Linked DNA regions of Mus musculus: all the other regions are linked to region 4. The links are chromatin contacts, called in public Hi-C and promoter capture Hi-C maps. All regions are on one chromosome and are shown on one strand. Each heading gives the region's core, a stretch centred on a gene start, on an enhancer-like site or on the middle of the called end of the contact. The rest is flanking DNA. Distances are from core to core; before and after follow the strand shown. Region 1 holds the start of Cep57l1 (centrosomal protein 57-like 1). Region 2 holds the start of Zbtb24 (zinc finger and BTB domain containing 24). Region 3 holds the start of Cd164 (CD164 antigen). Region 4 holds the start of Pdss2 (prenyl (solanesyl) diphosphate synthase, subunit 2). Region 5 holds the start of Mical1 (microtubule associated monooxygenase, calponin and LIM domain containing 1). Region 6 holds the start of Atg5 (autophagy related 5).

What was found. Promoter capture Hi-C pulls out the DNA fragments that hold promoters and counts their contacts. A called contact is a pair of places that touch in the nucleus more often than the background predicts. Capture Hi-C pulls out chosen DNA fragments and counts their contacts.
Region 1: a contact with region 4 is called in a promoter capture Hi-C map of adipose tissue, with 9 times the contacts expected there. The contact joins the promoter of Cep57l1 here to the promoter of Pdss2 in region 4. A contact is called at or near these places in 2 of 39 promoter capture datasets (liver and pre-B cells), 1 of 484 Hi-C or Micro-C datasets (CD4 T cells) and 2 of 9 other capture datasets (adipose tissue and liver).
Region 2: a promoter capture Hi-C map of liver shows a contact between it and region 4, with 4 times the contacts expected there. The contact joins the promoter of Zbtb24 here to the promoter of Pdss2 in region 4. A contact is called at or near these places in 2 of 39 promoter capture datasets (liver and pre-B cells), 1 of 484 Hi-C or Micro-C datasets (CD8 T cells), 1 of 115 datasets of contacts at active chromatin or transcription factors (astrocytes) and 1 of 9 other capture datasets (liver).
Region 3: a contact with region 4 is called in a promoter capture Hi-C map of pre-B cells, with 4 times the contacts expected there. The contact joins the promoter of Cd164 here to the promoter of Pdss2 in region 4. A contact is called at or near these places in 2 of 39 promoter capture datasets (liver and pre-B cells).
Region 5: a contact with region 4 is called in a promoter capture Hi-C map of liver, with 2.8 times the contacts expected there. The contact joins the promoter of Mical1 here to the promoter of Pdss2 in region 4. A contact is called at or near these places in 1 of 39 promoter capture datasets (pre-B cells), 1 of 484 Hi-C or Micro-C datasets (CD4 T cells) and 1 of 9 other capture datasets (liver).
Region 6: a contact with region 4 is called in a Hi-C map of B cells, with 10 read pairs. The contact joins the promoter of Atg5 here to the promoter of Pdss2 in region 4. A contact is called at or near these places in 1 of 39 promoter capture datasets (pre-B cells), 4 of 484 Hi-C or Micro-C datasets (B cells, CD4 T cells, erythroblasts and 1 more), 4 of 115 datasets of contacts at active chromatin or transcription factors (the 230-238 cell line, the SCID.adh cell line, extraembryonic endoderm stem cells and 1 more) and 1 of 9 other capture datasets (liver).

What each region holds. Positions count from the first base shown.
Region 1 is chr10:41,808,594-41,811,329 of GRCm38.p6, forward strand. Cep57l1 (centrosomal protein 57-like 1) reads right to left here and starts at 1,275. Exons shown (of 11, transcript NM_001243074.1): 1 at 1,195-1,275; 2 at 980-1,070. The coding sequence starts at 1,054. Sesn1 (sestrin 1) reads left to right here and starts at 1,981. Exons shown (of 10, transcript NM_001162908.1): 1 at 1,981-2,707. The coding sequence starts at 2,429.
Region 2 is chr10:41,448,984-41,451,683 of GRCm38.p6, forward strand. It overlaps Zbtb24 (zinc finger and BTB domain containing 24), which reads left to right and starts at 1,375. Exons shown (of 7, transcript NM_153398.3): 1 at 1,375-1,547; 2 at 2,106-2,700. The coding sequence starts at 2,137.
Region 3 is chr10:41,518,083-41,520,782 of GRCm38.p6, forward strand. It overlaps Cd164 (CD164 antigen), which reads left to right and starts at 1,418. Exons shown (of 6, transcript NM_016898.2): 1 at 1,418-1,618. The coding sequence starts at 1,453.
Region 4 is chr10:43,220,021-43,222,848 of GRCm38.p6, forward strand. It overlaps Pdss2 (prenyl (solanesyl) diphosphate synthase, subunit 2), which reads left to right and starts at 1,466. Exons shown (of 8, transcript NM_027772.2): 1 at 1,466-2,040. The coding sequence starts at 1,742.
Region 5 is chr10:41,474,870-41,477,569 of GRCm38.p6, forward strand. Mical1 (microtubule associated monooxygenase, calponin and LIM domain containing 1) reads left to right here and starts at 1,445. Exons shown (of 24, transcript NM_138315.2): 1 at 1,445-1,671. The region is part of intron 1 of Gm51797 (a long non-coding RNA gene); the gene reads right to left.
Region 6 is chr10:44,266,779-44,269,610 of GRCm38.p6, forward strand. It overlaps Atg5 (autophagy related 5), which reads left to right and starts at 1,561. Exons shown (of 8, transcript NM_053069.6): 1 at 1,561-1,806. Gm40637 (a long non-coding RNA gene) reads right to left here and starts at 1,424. Exons shown (of 2, transcript XR_871625.2): 1 at 1,335-1,424; 2 at 964-1,183.

The DNA.
Region 1 (2,736 bases), core at 25-2,524, 1.4 Mb before region 4:
TACAGAAGCTAGAAGCTTGCAGGATTGGGCCTAGATTAGCTGATGGAGGCAGTAAGCCTCCAGACAGCAATTACAGCAGGAGAATAAAAGTTATTGTTACACTTTTCTCATGTTAAAAGCCTCATTAATTTTTATGGTTTTGGATTTTTCAATGAGTGTATTGTTTGCATGTATGCCTGTGCCCCAGGTTTATGCCTGGTGTCTACTGAGGTTAGAAGTCATCAGATCCTCTGGAACTAAAGTTATGAATGGCTGTGAGCTGCCAAGTTGGGGCTGAGAATCGAACTTAAGTACTGTATAAGAACAATTCTTAACTACTGCACCATCTCTTTAGTTCCAGATTAATATTTTATGACTATGTTTACTTTGTAAAACAAAGGATTAAAATCGAATCCGATTACCAGTCTATTAAAAACCTTCCAAAAACACCTTTAGAGAAATGACCATATCGTTCAAAGATAACACATTTAGGAGGTTTTTATAGGCTTCTTTTCATACAGAACCTTCCAAACCTAAGGACATTTGAAGTTCTTTTCAGTCTCAGACACAAGAGACTTGCTTTCAAAGATCCCCTTCGGATGCTATCTGACTGAGCAAAGACAGCACAAAACAGATCCCTGTAAGGGCAAAGGTGCAATGGCAACGCTTAGGGATTCCTAATCCATTCAGCACGGGCCTATGTGCAAGAGGACAGCAGAAGCAGCGGCGTCGGTTTTTTGTTTTGCTTTTTTGTTTCTTTTCTTTTTTTTTTTTTTCCAGTTTGCCTGTCTTAAGGCTGCTCCTTGGCCTTCCAAACAATGATCCCCAAATCCTTGCCTCAGTCACCCAACCAAAGGTGTTGAGCACCTGCACTATTTCTCTCCCGGCAAGCCACGACGGAAAGGAAGCAATCCCAGATGGCGTCGGCACCAGAGTTTCCGAGGGGAAAAAAAAAATTTTTTTTCACTGAACGGGTCACAACCAAGCCTACCACGCTTACCAGATGGACGCTCCCAGTTAACCACGGCCTCCAGAACCGTTGGTTCGCGGGCAAAGACAAGTGTCGCGGTGGCATCTGGGAATTGTAGTTTCTGTCGCAAACAGAGCGCGTAGTTAGCATTACAACTACATTTCCCAAAAGCCAACGCAAAGCCCTGCCTGCTTGGCTGTCACTCATAATTCTATCCCATTTCTACTTGGAATACTATAGAGCACCTTTATTTGTTCGGCTTTTCTTGTTCGATAAACATCTCCGGGCATCTGTACTCCTTACTTTTCTTTCCCCTTCTTCAAACCAGCGCCTCCAAACGTCGAGAAAGGACAACACCGCGGAAAGCGCATGCGCCCTGGCCGGCGTCGCGCATGCGCAGCAGCCGGTCTTAGTCAGTGGCGCGCTGGACTCGGGGTCCGGAGGTACTCTGCCCGAGGGCGGGGCTGCTTCCAATGGCTGTCTTTGCGGGTCGCGTGTGCCTGGGCGGAGAGGCAGGCATGGGGCAGGGGCGGCTCCCGGCGGTCCCGGGCGGGGACAGGGGAGGGGCTGGGGGTGAGGACCCCGTCTCCCCTCCCTGCTCCCGCCCTCTGGGCCGATCCCCACCGACGGGGCTGGGCGAAGGGGCGGGCTCTGTGCCTGGGGCCCTTTGCTTCAGCCGTGCAGCCCTGGGCTCGATGACTGCTGGATTGCGGGGTGCCCTCTGGCTTGGCGGAGGTGGGCGAGGACAGAGGAGTAAGAGGAGCATCGGCGTACCCCGGGGGACAAGAACCGGCAGGGTTGGGGACGCCGCCCTTAGTCGCCGCTGACACTGTGATTGGCGGACACTGCTCCCCCGGAGCACCGGAGCCTCGGGCCCCAGCAGCTAAGGGCCAGGGTCTACCGCCTACCCCGCCAGCACCCGCCCGCTGCCCTGCCGCGGCGCTAGGAGGAGCCGAGGGGGGCGGAGACTGGTGTCGGAGGAGGGCGGGGTGGGAACGGTCGAGAACCAGCCGCTGCACAGACAAAAAATCGAATGGCTGGAGAACCTTCTACTGTTTACCAGCCTTTTGGGACCAAGCACGGATTTGACAGCTCCACAACGTGAGGATATCCGCTGACCCTGCGACACAGAGAACACTTCCCCGGGACTCTGTGTCCAGCTAACCAGCTCTGTGAGATTGCAACTTTCCAAGTTTGTTCTTTTCAATCTCTGTCAGAAGACTGCCCTCGTGTAGGAGAGGGTGCCTGGGTGATCCGCCTTGTGGATCGATTTGAAAGCATCAACTTTAAAAAGCACGTGTGATTCCCAGTGCCATCCAGACGCCTGCTTTCACGACGGCTGGATTTCTCTGACTTTATTCTTAGCGTTTCTCGTTGTTTTTGTTTTTTGTTTAAAAAACAAACAAACGACGGGCTGCTTTGGGGGAATGCTGAAAGGTAACTGACTAAACGCTGAAAAAGAAAAAGCTCTTGATTGTCATGGCTGAAGGAGAGAATGAAGCGAGATGGGAGGGACTGTGCAGCAGAGACACGACTACTAGAGAGACAGCACTGGAAAACATTAGGCAGATCGTTTTGAGAAAAACCGAATACCTTCGTTCAGCGAAAGAGACACTTTCCCGACCTTCAGACGGACTTTCAAACGCGGTTTCTTTGGATGGGATGAATAAACTTCTTGCTCATCTGCTTATGCTCTCTAAGAGATGTCCCTTTAAAGATGTGCGAGAGAGAAGCGGGCTCATTCTGAAGAGCGTCGAGGTAAGAGCAGTTTTAGAGTGACTTAACTA
Region 2 (2,700 bases), core at 125-2,624, 1.8 Mb before region 4:
TCTCCTTTAAATAGCAGCTTATTCGATAAATTTGATCTAGTTTTGGCTCTGTGGAGTTTTTATTGCATTGTTTTTACTGCAATTCTTTCAGCAGAAAACCAAACAAAAACCTATGTGAAAGCAAAGTTGAAAGACTGACCCTTGTTCTTTCTGTCTTTTTATCATTATTATCATTATCATTATTATTATTATTTTCCTCTCGGTGCTGAGGGCAGAATCCAGAACCCAGTGCTCTATCACTGAACAAAATCCCCAATCCCACAACCACCCTTGTTCCTTCTGGAGTGCAGAAGTCAAGCAAAGCTCTCCTGGCATCCCACTCGGACGCCCACATATCTGACCGATTTCGAGGGAGCTCTGGATAGAGTGCACTAGATAACTCTGTAAAGATAAGGGGGAAACCACAGAGCTCATACCTGTGTGGTATGAGCTGCTTTTGTGAGACCCCAACTTAGAGCGTTTCTCCCTGGAAGGTAAAGCCCCTAGACGTTCCCCAAGCTTGTTTTCCCTGATCTCTAATGCGGAGACACTTAGGGAGACACTTCGTCCTCAGCTAGCTGATAATAAAACCTCTTGCAGTTTGCATCAGGTGTGGTTTTCTCTCGGGACACTGGGGTGCTGGCCAGCTCATCCCGGGACTTGAGCGGAGGCCCAGCTTTGGGGGTCTTACACTTTTAATAAAAACTAGTAAGAAAGAAAGAGTCCGGCTGGTAATTCCATCTTTAGTTTCCAAATTGTGGGCAATATAGATGGCAAATTTATAATCTGGAAGTGGACAAAGTAGAGATAATTAGGTACACGCGATGCATAAACGCTGAGCGGAAGCTGCTGGCACAGTTGGAGTAGGTCCGGAACGAATCTGAGCGGGACTTAGGAGCATTGGTCCGGAACACAGAGCCACAGCAGATCCTACCCAGGTTTTTATTTAGAGAACTCTCCCATACCCATAGGTCTCAGAGGGAGCGACACTGTCCTGAGACAACTGAAACCCTCAATAGTCTCTCAGAAGTGCCATAAATCTAAATAAAAACAGCGGTCGTTTCGGTCTTTTTAGCCAAGCCAAGCACTTACTAAGCTCATTCTAACCGTACCAGGTAGGTTAACACCTCCATTTTATGGATAAACACAGAGCTGAGGATGAGTAACTTGGGAAGGAAAGCGAGGAAGAGGATTCATTCAGGAGGTAAATATCTGCTGATTGAAGCCACCGCCGTCTTTATGCTCAGCATCTAATCAGCGGATGTGGTGTCTACTGAGGTCTAAAGGAAACTCAGCGGGGTAACTGGAGGTAAATTTCCGCAGATTGGCAGGTTTCCGCACCAGACCCTCCCTTTCCGGATTCCACAGCAAAGCCCGCCCTCGGGGCGGGGCTCCGGGGTCACGTGATGCTACGGCCCTTGTGCGCGCTTCCGGGTTGACAGACGCCGGGAGTCCGGAGCTACAGCGTAGTGGTGGCGGGGGCGGGGACCGGCGACAGGCCCGGTTAGTGCCCTCTGGGCAGCCGGGTGGGCTGACCGTAGCAAGTCCCTGCGGGGCGGCCCTGACAGGTAGGTCCGCGGCCGGTTGGTTCGGCCCGGGGCCTTGGGCCGCGGAACGTCCGCGGGACTCAGGCCCCAGGCCTGGGACGGAGCTCCGGGCGCCGCTGCTCAGAGCGGGGCCTCTGAATCCGCGCGTTATTTCACCGTAGATCTCCCTTGCGTGGGTTCGTTCCCATATTTCTCATATATGTTCCTATAGTCGAAACAGCTATTCCGTGTGTAGCATCGAGGCAGCACACCCCCAACTCCAACTTTGTGCCGCCACACTTTGAAAGTTTAATTACAAAGTTAACGGACCGGAGGGCCGTACAGACTTTTGAACCCGTTCTCTAATTTCCAGAGGAAATTCCCCACCGTAAGAGGTTATGTGGGTACTGGAGAGGCATCCAGCAGGGTAGCCGCAACAAGGGGAGGAACCCAAGGCTTGGCTTTCCAAGTAGAGTGTAGAAGGTGATAATGTAAAAAAAAAAAAAAAAAAAAAAAAAAAACTGGGTTGTGACAGCTGGAACACGAACAGTCTAGTTAGGCAATACTTCTTCCTAAATAAACATTGATTTTTTATTTCAGATTTAAGCCTCTTCAGAGTCTTCTGGAGAAAATGGCAGACACAACCCCGGAGCCTTGTGGGCAGCTTATGGTACACTCAGACACTCACAGTGACACTGTGCTGGCCAGTCTGGAGGATCAAAGGAAGAAGGGCTTTCTTTGTGATATTACTTTAATCGTGGAGAATGTGCATTTCCGAGCCCATAAAGCCTTGCTGGCCGCCAGTAGCGAGTATTTCTCAATGATGTTTGCGGAAGAGGGCGAGATTGGCCAGTCTATCTACATGCTGGAAGGCATGGTTGCAGACACCTTTGGCATCCTGCTGGAATTTATCTATACAGGTTATCTACATGCCAGTGAGAAAACGACAGAGCAGATCCTGGCTACTGCTCAGTTCTTAAAAGTCTATGACCTGGTAAAGGCATACGCAGACTTCCAGGATAACCATAGCGCCCCAAAGCCACCAGCTTTGAACTGCACTGGGACGCCAGTGGTGGTTATTTCCAATAAGAAGAACGATCCTCTGAAACGGAAACGGGGAAGACCAAGAAAAGCCAATGGTTTGCAGGAAGGGAGATCAGAACTGGCTGCAGAGGGAGAGCTGCAGCTGAGAGTG
Region 3 (2,700 bases), core at 168-2,667, 1.7 Mb before region 4:
GAACAGCAGCTTCTCTAAAGCTCTTATGATGACTATTTGACTGCACCTTAATGCTAAGACCATTGATTTGGTCAGTCACAACCCACTGGCTCATATTTATTTTACAGAGTACACCCACAAAGGAACCACATTAAATTCATTACTGGCAGAAATAAGGGCTTTCAATCTTTCGCTAAAGTTGTAAAAATGCTTTTAGAGTCATTTTTTAAAATGCATACTACAGCGAAACAGACACCACCGAAACATCTGATATTCTTGTTATTAGGGTCACATGCATAATTAAAATTATGACATTAAAATTGTAACATAAAATATGGCAAACGCTAAACAATCAAGACAGCATAGTGCAAAACCCAGGGACTCTTGCATGAGGGACAATCGTTCTACCAAATGAACTACATTCCTAGCTCTACCTATCATTTTCAAGTCTCATTTAAAAAAAAAAAAAAAACCAAAACCACCTACTATAAGCATGTCAAGCGTTGATTATTTTGTGAGACCCGGCATCAGATGGCGCTCACGACTAAAGAGAGCCAGAGTCCGCCAACAGGCACTGAAAATGCCTGTTCTGCCACTATGCTATCCTAGTGTCAGGGTCAGGTCACTTTCCCCAAGTCTCATACTTCGTCGCTCGTGATGTGGGGATAGGAAGAGGCACGAAGGCTTTTCATCCCTAGCCGTCTTCCTCTCTGACCACAGTGATTGGGGCTGGGACAGATCGATCCCTACTGCGGATCTCTGAGTGACTCGGAAGAAGCAGGTGAGGCAAGGGCACCGGTGGCGGTTACGACAAGGAAGCGTCCGGGACAGATCACTTTCGGTCCCACCCACAGCTACGGGCACTGAACCAGTGGCCCGGCAAACTCTTGGATCCCGTGGTTCCGTCATTACTGAGTCCCCGAACTCTCAAAAACAAAAATTCACACTTAAAAATAAATCAAGCTTCACGGAAGAAAAGGCGGCTCCTACAGAGCCCTAGGCGAGCGCGGTCAGCAGAACTCAAGCTCAGCGGTCTCAGAGCCTCCGGGCTTCTTACCCGCAGCGCGCTACCGAGGGGTCACGTGACACCTCGCGGCCCGCCTCCCAGGCGGCGCAGGTGGACGCCCCTCGCTACGTCACGTGGGCAGTTCCATCCTTGCCAGGGCGGGGGGAGATCATCCGTGGTGCAGATGTGAGGAAAGCTCCATTGTGCCGCGCGTGATCCTCCCAGGACAAGAAGGACGGCTTGCGACGCACGGACTGCTGCCCTAGAGGTCTCCGCGGCCGCTTCTCTCCCTCCGGCCGGCTTCCTAGTGGTCTCGCCCGTTCCGCCCCGCCCCGCCGGGCTGCTCACGTGACCGGCGCGCGCTCCCGCGGGGCGGGCTTCTCGGGGGGCGGCGCCGCAGGGACGCAGTGCTAGACGGAGCCTGCTTTGCCGCAGCTTTTCTCCCGGACGCCTGGGCTGAAGACACAATGTCGGGCTCCTCCCGCCGACTGCTCTGGGCCGCCACCTGCCTCGCCGTGCTCTGCGTCTCGGCCGCGCAGCCCAACATCACCACCCTGGCTCCCAACGTGACCGAGGTGCCGACCACGACCACCAAAGTGGTCCCGACGACGCAAATGCCCACCGTGCTACCAGGTGGGCGCCCGCCGCACGCGCCGAGCCGGTGGGGACTCGCGCAACATGGCCGCCCGGCCGGAGGACGGCGGCCCGACGGGGTGGGGGGCGAAGGCGACAGGCGAGCTAGGCCGCGAGCGTTGCCCTCAGAGGCGCCATCCCCCCAAGCGCCTGGTAACTCCGCGCCGCAGCTCGGGACGGCGACGTGGCTTGCTTCCGCGGTGGCAGTTAGGAGTAATTGGACGAGGCGACGCGCCCCGCGGTCGGCGGGGTGCGCAAACTTTGGGCTCGTGGGACAGACTCTTGTCCTCCCCTCGAAACTTCTCCGGAAGTTTCTAATGAAGGAGTTCGGGATAGGTGGGGGACATTTAGAGATGAGTTGGGTGTCCCTTTGCCCCCTCCCACCAGCGAGCCTCCTGTAACTTCACGTTGACTTAGCTGAGCGGTGTTGGCTGTATCTGAGATTTGAGTGGTAAGGGAAGAACGAGGCTTGTGGCGGATGATGAGAAGTGAAACCTAGGGACATATAAAGAGCAAGATGTGATCTCCCGGGGGCCTGTGTTTTAAGGCTGTGGAGTTAGGTTGAAATTCAGTCTGTCCGTTTTTCTGAAATCCGATCAAGGAACACGCCTTTTGTTCAACTCTAGGGTTCGTTAAGGCTTGTACAAATTGGCATAGGCCGTGACGACGCAAATGAGACAGAAGGTAAATTTGAAGTAATGAGGTGAAAACACGACGTGCTTTAAGTTGGTTATTGCTCTTAATCTAGTAACTGCGCTTCTCAACCTAAAGATTGACTTGTCCTAGTGCCTTCTCTAGGGTTTTGGTTTTTTTTTTTTTTTTTTTTTTTTAATATGAATAAAACTAAGTAGTTCCCGATTTTTTGTTAGAAGGATGCTAGGGTAACAGATATTTTTAAATGAACAAAGTAAATTACAGAACAGTTCTGGGAATCTCTATCACGGTTAAAGTGATAAAGTAAAATATTGTTTGACTCCTACCTACTTGACAATTTCCTCCCAGACTTGTAATGTGTGGGTTCTTCATATTGTTTTAAGAGAAGCCTGGAAATACAAGTTAATTGCCTTGTATAATTGAAATGC
Region 4 (2,828 bases), core at 216-2,715:
AAAAACAGAATCTTTAAATCACAGGAGACTTGGCACTCAAAGGGAGTTTGCCGCTAAACCTTCTGTGGCTAAAAGCATCTTGTGTGAACAATTTCTCTTTGTTTTTCTAGTTCATTTACATAATGTGAGCTTAAAAAATACCAACTATGAATTTTGAAAGCTCACATGAATTTTAAAAACCATTCCTGAGTGTAAAATGTAGGTAACAAGTCGTTTATTATTTTTATATTACTGATCTTAATGTTACTTTTTTCTTCCCAAGGGATTGAATTTAAGGTTTTGTAATTTTTAATTTTTTTATGATTAACAAGGACTTCAACACTTGTTTTGTCTAATTAGAAAGGGCAAGATGCTAGACGTGCTTGAATAGGTGGCACCCGAAGAGCAGAGTGGCCCTCTGGCCCTCGTCTGTAATCCCAGGACTTGAGAGGTGGATGGGGTCAAGAAGTTACAGGTCAGTTTGCTACACAGTAAGAAGTCTCAGGCCACTGTGGCCTAGGGGAAAAAAAAAACGTTCCATCCAACACTGAAAGCGTCGTCACACTGACAATTTTACTTTAGCAATGAGAAAGAATTTTTGGTAACATATTACTTAATGTTGTGGTTAAGAGTATGTATTCAAATAACCAAATTGTTAGGTCGGGTATGTGGTTCCGAAGTAGAGCACTAGCCTAGCATTACTGCATGAGGCCTGGCCTCTATCCCTAGTACCCAAAGGAGAGGAGAAAAAAAGATACCAGATCCTCTAGGTTCACATTTTGCTTAATGTGACCATAACAACTTACAATTTGGCTGTGCCTCATTCCGTTCCCCCCCATCCCCCCTAAAATCCGGGGAATAGTATTATCTTTAAAACTCAACAAAAGATTAAGTGAGCTAATATGTGAAATGCACTCATGCCAGTGAATTTTCAGTCCCGGAGCAAGCGACGTTTCATTCCATTCTCACAGCATCCTTATTTTCTGGATTTTTCACAGAAATCCTGGCACTTCGGCCAGGAAGCTGAGGGAAGCAGGGCTCAGCCTCACCGATCCACTTGCGTTCCAGCTCTGGGGGGGCCGCGGAGGAGACGTCGTCGCCCAGCTAGCGGGGCCGCCCTCCCGGGTCCGCGGCCCCCACCAAGGGCCTAAGGCGCCCAGGAGCAAAAGGCTTCCGGACGAGCCTGCGCCACGGGCCTACGATCTCGCCGCGGACCCACGATACAGACATTTATTTACATAAGCTTCACTCTGCGTTGGGCCGGGAGAAACGCTGCAGAGACCCCGAGAGCGCCTAGATCCAGGGCTAGCGGGGTGCCAAAGGGCGGACACCGACGTCCTGGGGCACAGGCTCCCTTCCATCTCTCGCCTTCCGGTCATCACTGAGGGTCCGCCCCTTAGTGGGGAGGTCCCAGCTGTGCCGTAAAGTAAAGAGCACTCTTTGCCGCTCATCAGCCCGCCCCTATCTTTACGGCAGGCCGCATTTCATGCCTCCAACATGGCGCCCCCCATGTAGGCACTGGCTGTGGTTACCAGCGCAGGTATCCAGTGCAGTTCTGAGCAGCCGCTGGGGTTACGCCAGTCTGCGCTGCAGAAGCAGCAAACGTTATTCCTGGTTACGGCTCCAGAAAGCCATACTTCTCTGAGGGTTTGGAATCGCCGTCTCCTGTTAGATTCTGAAAGTTTCTCCTCAGCCCTTGTTTGCTTCCCGTGTCATTTCTGGCCACCTTCCTCAGGTCCCCGACCCTCTCAGACTCAAAACTATGAGCCTCCGGCAGCTGCTGTTGCGCTTGTCCGGTTACCTCGGGGCTTCAGGTCCCCCCAGTCGCCACTGGTGGTACTTCAGATCCCTCGACAGCATCTCCTCGGCGGGCTCCTGGCGCGGGCGCTCCTCCAGGTCACCGGCCCATTGGAACCAGGTGGTGTCCGAGGCGGAGAAGATCGTGGGCTACCCCGCATCCTTCATGAGCCTGCGCTGCCTGCTGAGCGACGAGCTCAGCAATATCGCCATGCAGGTGCGGAAGCTGGTGGGGACGGGACACCCTCTGCTTACCACTGCCAGGTGAGCGACCCATGGTAACTCTGGGTCTGGCCAGTTCCTTGATTCTAACTTTCTTTTGAACTTTTAAGGTATTCTTTGGTGTCCCTTTAACATTCTTCTACTTGGCCCAGGATAAATGGTTTTCGTAAAAGAAAAACTTGAACGTGTTTTACAGTTTCTCTTCACTTTTAGAGATGCAGATGCTTCATGGCTTGTCAAGGTATCAGAGATGTATACTTATTTAGTCACAGTCAAGAAGTGGTATTTTAAAAATGGAATAGAGCCGGGCAATGGTGGTGCATGCCTTTAATCCCAGAGCTTGGGAGGCAAAGGCAGTGCGATCTCTGAGTTCAAGGCCAGCCTGGTCTACAGAGCAAGTTAAGCTGTTTACCTACAGAAAGATTAAGACAAGAGAGACAGGCAGAATAGACAGCTCCGGGCAGTGGTGGCGCACGCCTTTAATCCCAGCACTTGGGAGGCAGAGGCAGGCGGATTTCTGAGTTCGAGGACAGCCAGGGCTACACAGAGAAACCCTGTTTCAAAAAACAAACAAACAAAAAAACCCCCAAATATCCAGGTATTGGACTATCTAGATTGAAGTCAGTTTCCTCTGACGCTTTTACCACTTAATGCCAGACTAGTGTTAAACTTGTCACTAGGGTTTAAAAAAAAATTTATCACTTAAAAAACAACTCATACCTCATGTTTCGTAGTTTATTTCAAGCACACAGAAAAGTTATGAGAATAAAACTAGTACAAAGAGGATTAGGGGAGATGTCTTTGCCAAAGTACTTGTTGAACAAGTCCTA
Region 5 (2,700 bases), core at 195-2,694, 1.7 Mb before region 4:
CAGCAAGGAAAGCTGGAAATCAGCAGGTTTTTAAGAGCTGAGGAACTCGTTCTGTGATCCTTTTAAAAGGCAGCCTTCACAGCCTTTAAATTTGTTGCTCATAGAGCCACACAACCCTGTTTGGCTACAACTGAAAGTCTCTGGGGGAACCTGGGTCTTTGTAAACAAGACACAGTAAGTTGCTGTAGTCCATCTGCTAATAAAAGGGAGAGGCATGATCCTGAAAGCCGGAAGCCCATCTCTACTGGGCTTTTTAGAACATTTTTTACACTGTGTGTTTAAGTATGGGTGTGTATGACATTCTGCAAATTTGTTCCAAGCAAAATGATGTCACTCTCAGGAACACAAGTGGGCCCAGCTCAAAGGCTTCCTGGCTTCCAAAGTGTGTGGCCTGGCTGGATTGTTGGCCTCTCCTGGCAGAGGGCTGGCATTTCCTCTTGCTTCTCTCTCTGCCTTCTTATCAGCTGCAGCTGTGTGTGTTTAGAGCTCAGGACTTACTGGGTACCCCAGTATATCTGGACAAAATGCAAAATGATTTATTCAAACACAAACCCAAAAAGATAGCCACTGGACCTTGGCTTTTGTTGGTCCCTGGACCTCAAGAAGAGAGATGTAGCCATTTTTTCCTAGGTTAAGCACTTCTGGGGTAGCGATTTTACTTCCTCATGATGTCAAACCTTATTTCAGTCCCGTGGTTTAACAGTGGTAGGTTGGGATCCAGAAAGGCCTGGGGCTGATAGCATCCATGCCACTGGCTGGTGAACATGTGCAGTCATGAAGCCTCATTGACATTTCAGTAAAATAGGTTTTGTTAATGCTCATGCAATAAATGAGAACTGCTGTTTTATTAACTTTAAAGCTGCTTGATTTTGAACAATTCCTTTCATGCTACAATTTCTTAACAGGAAATACTAAGAATTTGATTCCAAAGTTCCCTAGCATTGTCTGAGTCTTGACTTTAGTTCTGCACATTGAAGTTTTATCCTCTCCCACATACCCTTACCATCCTGTTTTTCTTAGTTGAAAACACACACACACACACACACCTGGTTGTGTGTGTACCTGGTTGAAAGATGTGGACCAGGACTTTAAGCTTTGTCTTTAGCCTGAGCCTGGGAGCCAGCCGACCTGTCCCAGGAGAGATGGACCCCCGCAACTGGATCGCCTGTGGCGCCAGGGGTGTGAATTTATCGGTGGGAGAGGTGAAGAGAGCTCAGACATCTGGCGCCACTCTCGGTTCTTGCAGCTTCAATAAACTTCTTGCCGGAGGCCTGCGCCCGCTCGGCCAGCTCTTGGAAGTGGCCTACAGCGTGGGTACCACCGGGGCGGACTCAGGCACGGTCACTCAAGTCTCTGCTCTCCCTGTCCCTGCCTGGCCAGACCGTTTGGAGGCCCCCAGCAGCCCCTGGTGTAGGCAGAACCACGCCCTACAGCACCACCCGGCAGGCGTGGGCGGGACCCAGGCTGTCCCCAGAGGAGGACTGCGGAGTACGGAGGTTCGGAGTAAGTCTTCCTCTGTGCTCTGCGCTGGCGCTGCGGTCCAAACTCTTTGGAACTCCCCGGTTTCTGCCACCAGGCATCTCTTGCTTTCCCTGCGCCACCCCTTCCTCTGCCCCTAGGCCTGGGACACCCTTCCGACAGGAAGCGGCTCTTCCAGCCCCAGAAACGCTGGTAAGTAATCCAGCGATGCCTGCTGTGCGTCCTCCTGCTCGCTGGGCTGGGGGTGAGGATAAGGAAGGGGGTGGGGAGCGCTTCCGGGGAAATGGGGTAGGGAGCCACGCCTGGCTGGTTTGGCGGGTCCTCTTGCCGGCCCTACCCAGATGAGCGCCTTTGTGCAGATTTTGCTGTCTAGAGTATTGGGAGCTCTCACCCCCGCTGCTCAAGGTCCAGCTCTCCATCCCTTTAGACGCTCCACCAATGGCACATCCTTTGTGCTTGTTTCCAGTCTGGGTACCTCTTTTATTTCCTTTAGCAGAGGTCGCTCCAACCCCCAGTCTCCCACTTCCAAGAGGGACTCCTGTCCTTTCTGAAGATCTATCCACTCTTGTCCTAGTGACCCCCTAGGGCAACCTTTGCCTCCTCCTACTACGCGGGCAATGAAGGGGCTGCTGGGGGATGATAGATCGGCCCACAACCCCCCCACCCCACCACCTAGTTGCCTCTCCCACCGAGAGCAACCCATCCCCCCATACTCTTCATCTCTTCCGGTGGCAGCGTGAGAAAGCCCTCCAAGAGCCCTTAAGCTGCGTGTGGGCTGGAGGGAAGGAAAGGGGTACAAAGAGAGGCCTTGTCTCCAGAGATTCCTGGGAGAGCACAGAGGAACGCCGTGGGAGTGAGGCTAGGGGTCGATTAGATGTGAGGGTCTGCGGAAGGGGTTGCTAACCCCACTCCTTCCCACAGCCCGTTGGAGCAGCGACGCAATCTCTTCTCAGGGGAAGTGTTTTGACCACAGTGAGTCAGAAGGTCTGTCATGCAGACAACAGTCACAACATTCTCAGGCTATTTGTGAGGGTAGTTTGGGTGGCTGAGAAGTGGAATCTACACAGGCAGTGTTGCCCCTTGTCAGGAGGCAAGCACGTGGAAAAGAACTTTGCCTTTGGGGAGAGGCACATCCTACAACCAGCGTGGCACTAAGTTCGCCAAAGGGCGCTGGCGAACAGAGACTTAGGAAGAAATGGGTGTGTGTCTGTGAGGCAGCCG
Region 6 (2,832 bases), core at 311-2,810, 1.0 Mb after region 4:
TGCTGGCAGGAACTGTGGGGGTGGAGTTTAGACAGAATTCCAACACACTCCACCTACTCAAAGCAGAAATCTCTACTATATTAAACTCAGTAATCAGTTACTAGCTGAAATCATACCTGGTCTAAGCACTGAAAATAAATGACTATTGTATGCTCAGCCATAAAAGGGACACCATCTCCTCCAAGGCTCAAGGAACCTCACAAAAGAAAGGTGTCAAACTCATGGGACAAGAGCAAGATCACTACAACAAAGTTTGAGGCAAATTTGGAGCAAGTTTTATTAAGTACTGGCCAGGACGTGGACACTGGTACAAGGTCCACACCCAGGATAACCAGAGAATGGCACCAAATTACATTAGGTGGAGCCTTATGAAGGCCAACCCAGCTTCTCCTCAACAGAAGTCTGACAAGACCCTCTTGGGTTTCTTCAGGTAACACTGCCTTTATTTAGATTCATGGCTCTAGCCAGGCTCTGCCGCTGCTGACAGAGCAAAGTGTCGTGGCAGAAATTCCAGTAGAGAAATTGAAGCAGAAGGATGGTAAATTCAAGGTCAGATCGGAGGATGGGGGTTAAAGAGTATCCATGATTATACATAGAGTTTGAGGTCAGTCAGCGTTGCACGAGAGCTTGTCTCAAACCCAAAAAAGGAGGAAGAAAGGAAAGAAAAAAAAAGGCTGGAGAAATACCTACAGATCAGTGTAGTTAAGAGTTAATTGTGCTCACTGATCTCGCAAAAGACTAAAATCATTTCCAGTGCCTGCACTGGGTGCCTCACAACTGCCTGTAACTGCAGCTCCCGGGGCTCCATTTACCATCTCTTAGGATCTAGTTGGACACCTCATCCTCTCCGGGTGGGGGAAGGAAAGAGAAGAGTAAGAGGGGAGAAGAGAAGGAGGAAGAGAAGGTGGAGGAGGACGAGGAGGAGGGTGTTAAAATGTTTGGTGAGTGAAGACCCAGATCAAGTACTCTTTACGTTTTGTTTTATTTTCAAAGCAATAAGAGTAGGAAAGGTACTCTTAGAGGTGAGGGAGGTTTTGGTACTTTTACCAACTGGGGTTAAATACAGCCACTAATGCCTACTGTGGTCCTACAGGAGTGGGGAGGTTCTACCGAGCAAATGAATGTGGTTTACCTTGAAAGCCGGGTGTGGTGGCTCACGTCTGCAGTTCTAGCACTTGGGAGACTGAGGAACACGAGATACCTAGTTAAGTCCCAGACTTGCAGCTTGATACCCCTGTCCTGACTCTAACCCAACTAAATTAAACCATCCCAACCACCCTTAAAAGTAAGGTTTTTACAATACTGTTTTGTGAGGAAGAGAAAAATGCTGCTACCACGGCAGCCGATGTCTCAGGATCCTTTATTTCTCTGTTCTTCCACAACTGTCACACTGACAACCGGGAACACCAACGACTGCGTTCTGTCCATCCAAGAAGAAAACCGGCAAACTCGTTCCGAGTTCAGGCGCTCCCTGTGTGTCTGCGCACGCTCAGGAGCAACTCAGGTCTTGCCAGGTTGGGCCGCGCTCGGAGGGCGGAGCGCTTGCCACGTGGTCTTGGTGACGTCATCTCCGGGCGCCGAGGGTGACTGGACCTACGGTGGGCGCCCGGCGCTGCGGTTCACTCTGGTTCCGAGGGCGGAAGTGCCCGTCGGGCTGTTTTCTGACCCGGGCGGCAGCACTGTGCGGCTGCGCGCGCACTGGGACTTCTGCTCCTGCGCCTCTGCAGGACAGTGTGATCCCGGCAGACAGAACCCGACCGAGCGGCTTTCGCGCTGCGGGAAGCCGGAGCAGAGCCGGCACCTCGGGTAGGGCTCATGTGTGTCCCGGGCGTGGAAGTGTGGGGCGGGAGTGGGACCGGGCAGGGGCAGGGGCTGCGGGCGAGCGGCCCGTGTAAAGAGCGCACCCGGAGGGATGGCGGGGGAGGCGGTGCCGCTGGGCGGAGGTGGGGTTGGCGAGACACCGGCCCGGGAGCCCTTGGGCAGTCTAGCTGTCCCTTTGGGTAGTTAGTATGTCAGTTCCTTACTAAGGTAGGAAATGTAGCATCGAGTCTGGAGCTCAAGTTAAGGACTTGCATTTTATTTAAATCGTAATTGTTTCGGTGCTTTTTGATTCTATCTAAACGCAGACTGTTTCTCTTCGATGCAGTTCTTTGAGTCTCAGTTTAATTTTAGTACTTAATACTAACAAATGCATTTTTCTGTTAGTAGAACACTTTCGTTTATTTAGTTACTTTGTTGAAATTGCTCTCAAAGAATATAAACTTGAGGAACCTAAGAATCTGGGTGGCATGTAGGTTTTTCTCCCAAAGCATGTAGCATTGTTTTCACTGAGAAAGCATAGCAAGTCTTCACTAGTCAGAACCCCAGGAGCAGTTGACTATCTAAAGCCTTCTAGAATTCACCTGATAAGTATCTTGGGTCCTTGATACCGAGTATTTGAGTCAGATGCAAATATTCTGACTTCATTAAAATTATTGTTTGAATTGAAATTTGAGAACAAGAACATTGGCTTTATGGTAGTTGTCTTGGCAGGTGAGAATGTTACACTAAGTTTAATTGTACTTTGAGCCCAGTTTTGTGGCCTGTACCTTTAATTCCAGCAGTGGAGGTGGGGTGAAGGCAGGAAAATCAGGAGTTTAAGGCCAGCCTTGGCTATTTAGTGAGTTTGCTGCAATCCTAGAGGGCATGGTACTCTTTGCAACACACAGACAACATCCTCCAAAGCCCAAAAACAACCTAGCATTTTTTGGCCCTGCATTGGATCTTGAGCAGCACAAAACCAAACTATAACCCGAAAACAAAACAAACCCCAACTGTGATTGCCCACGTTTC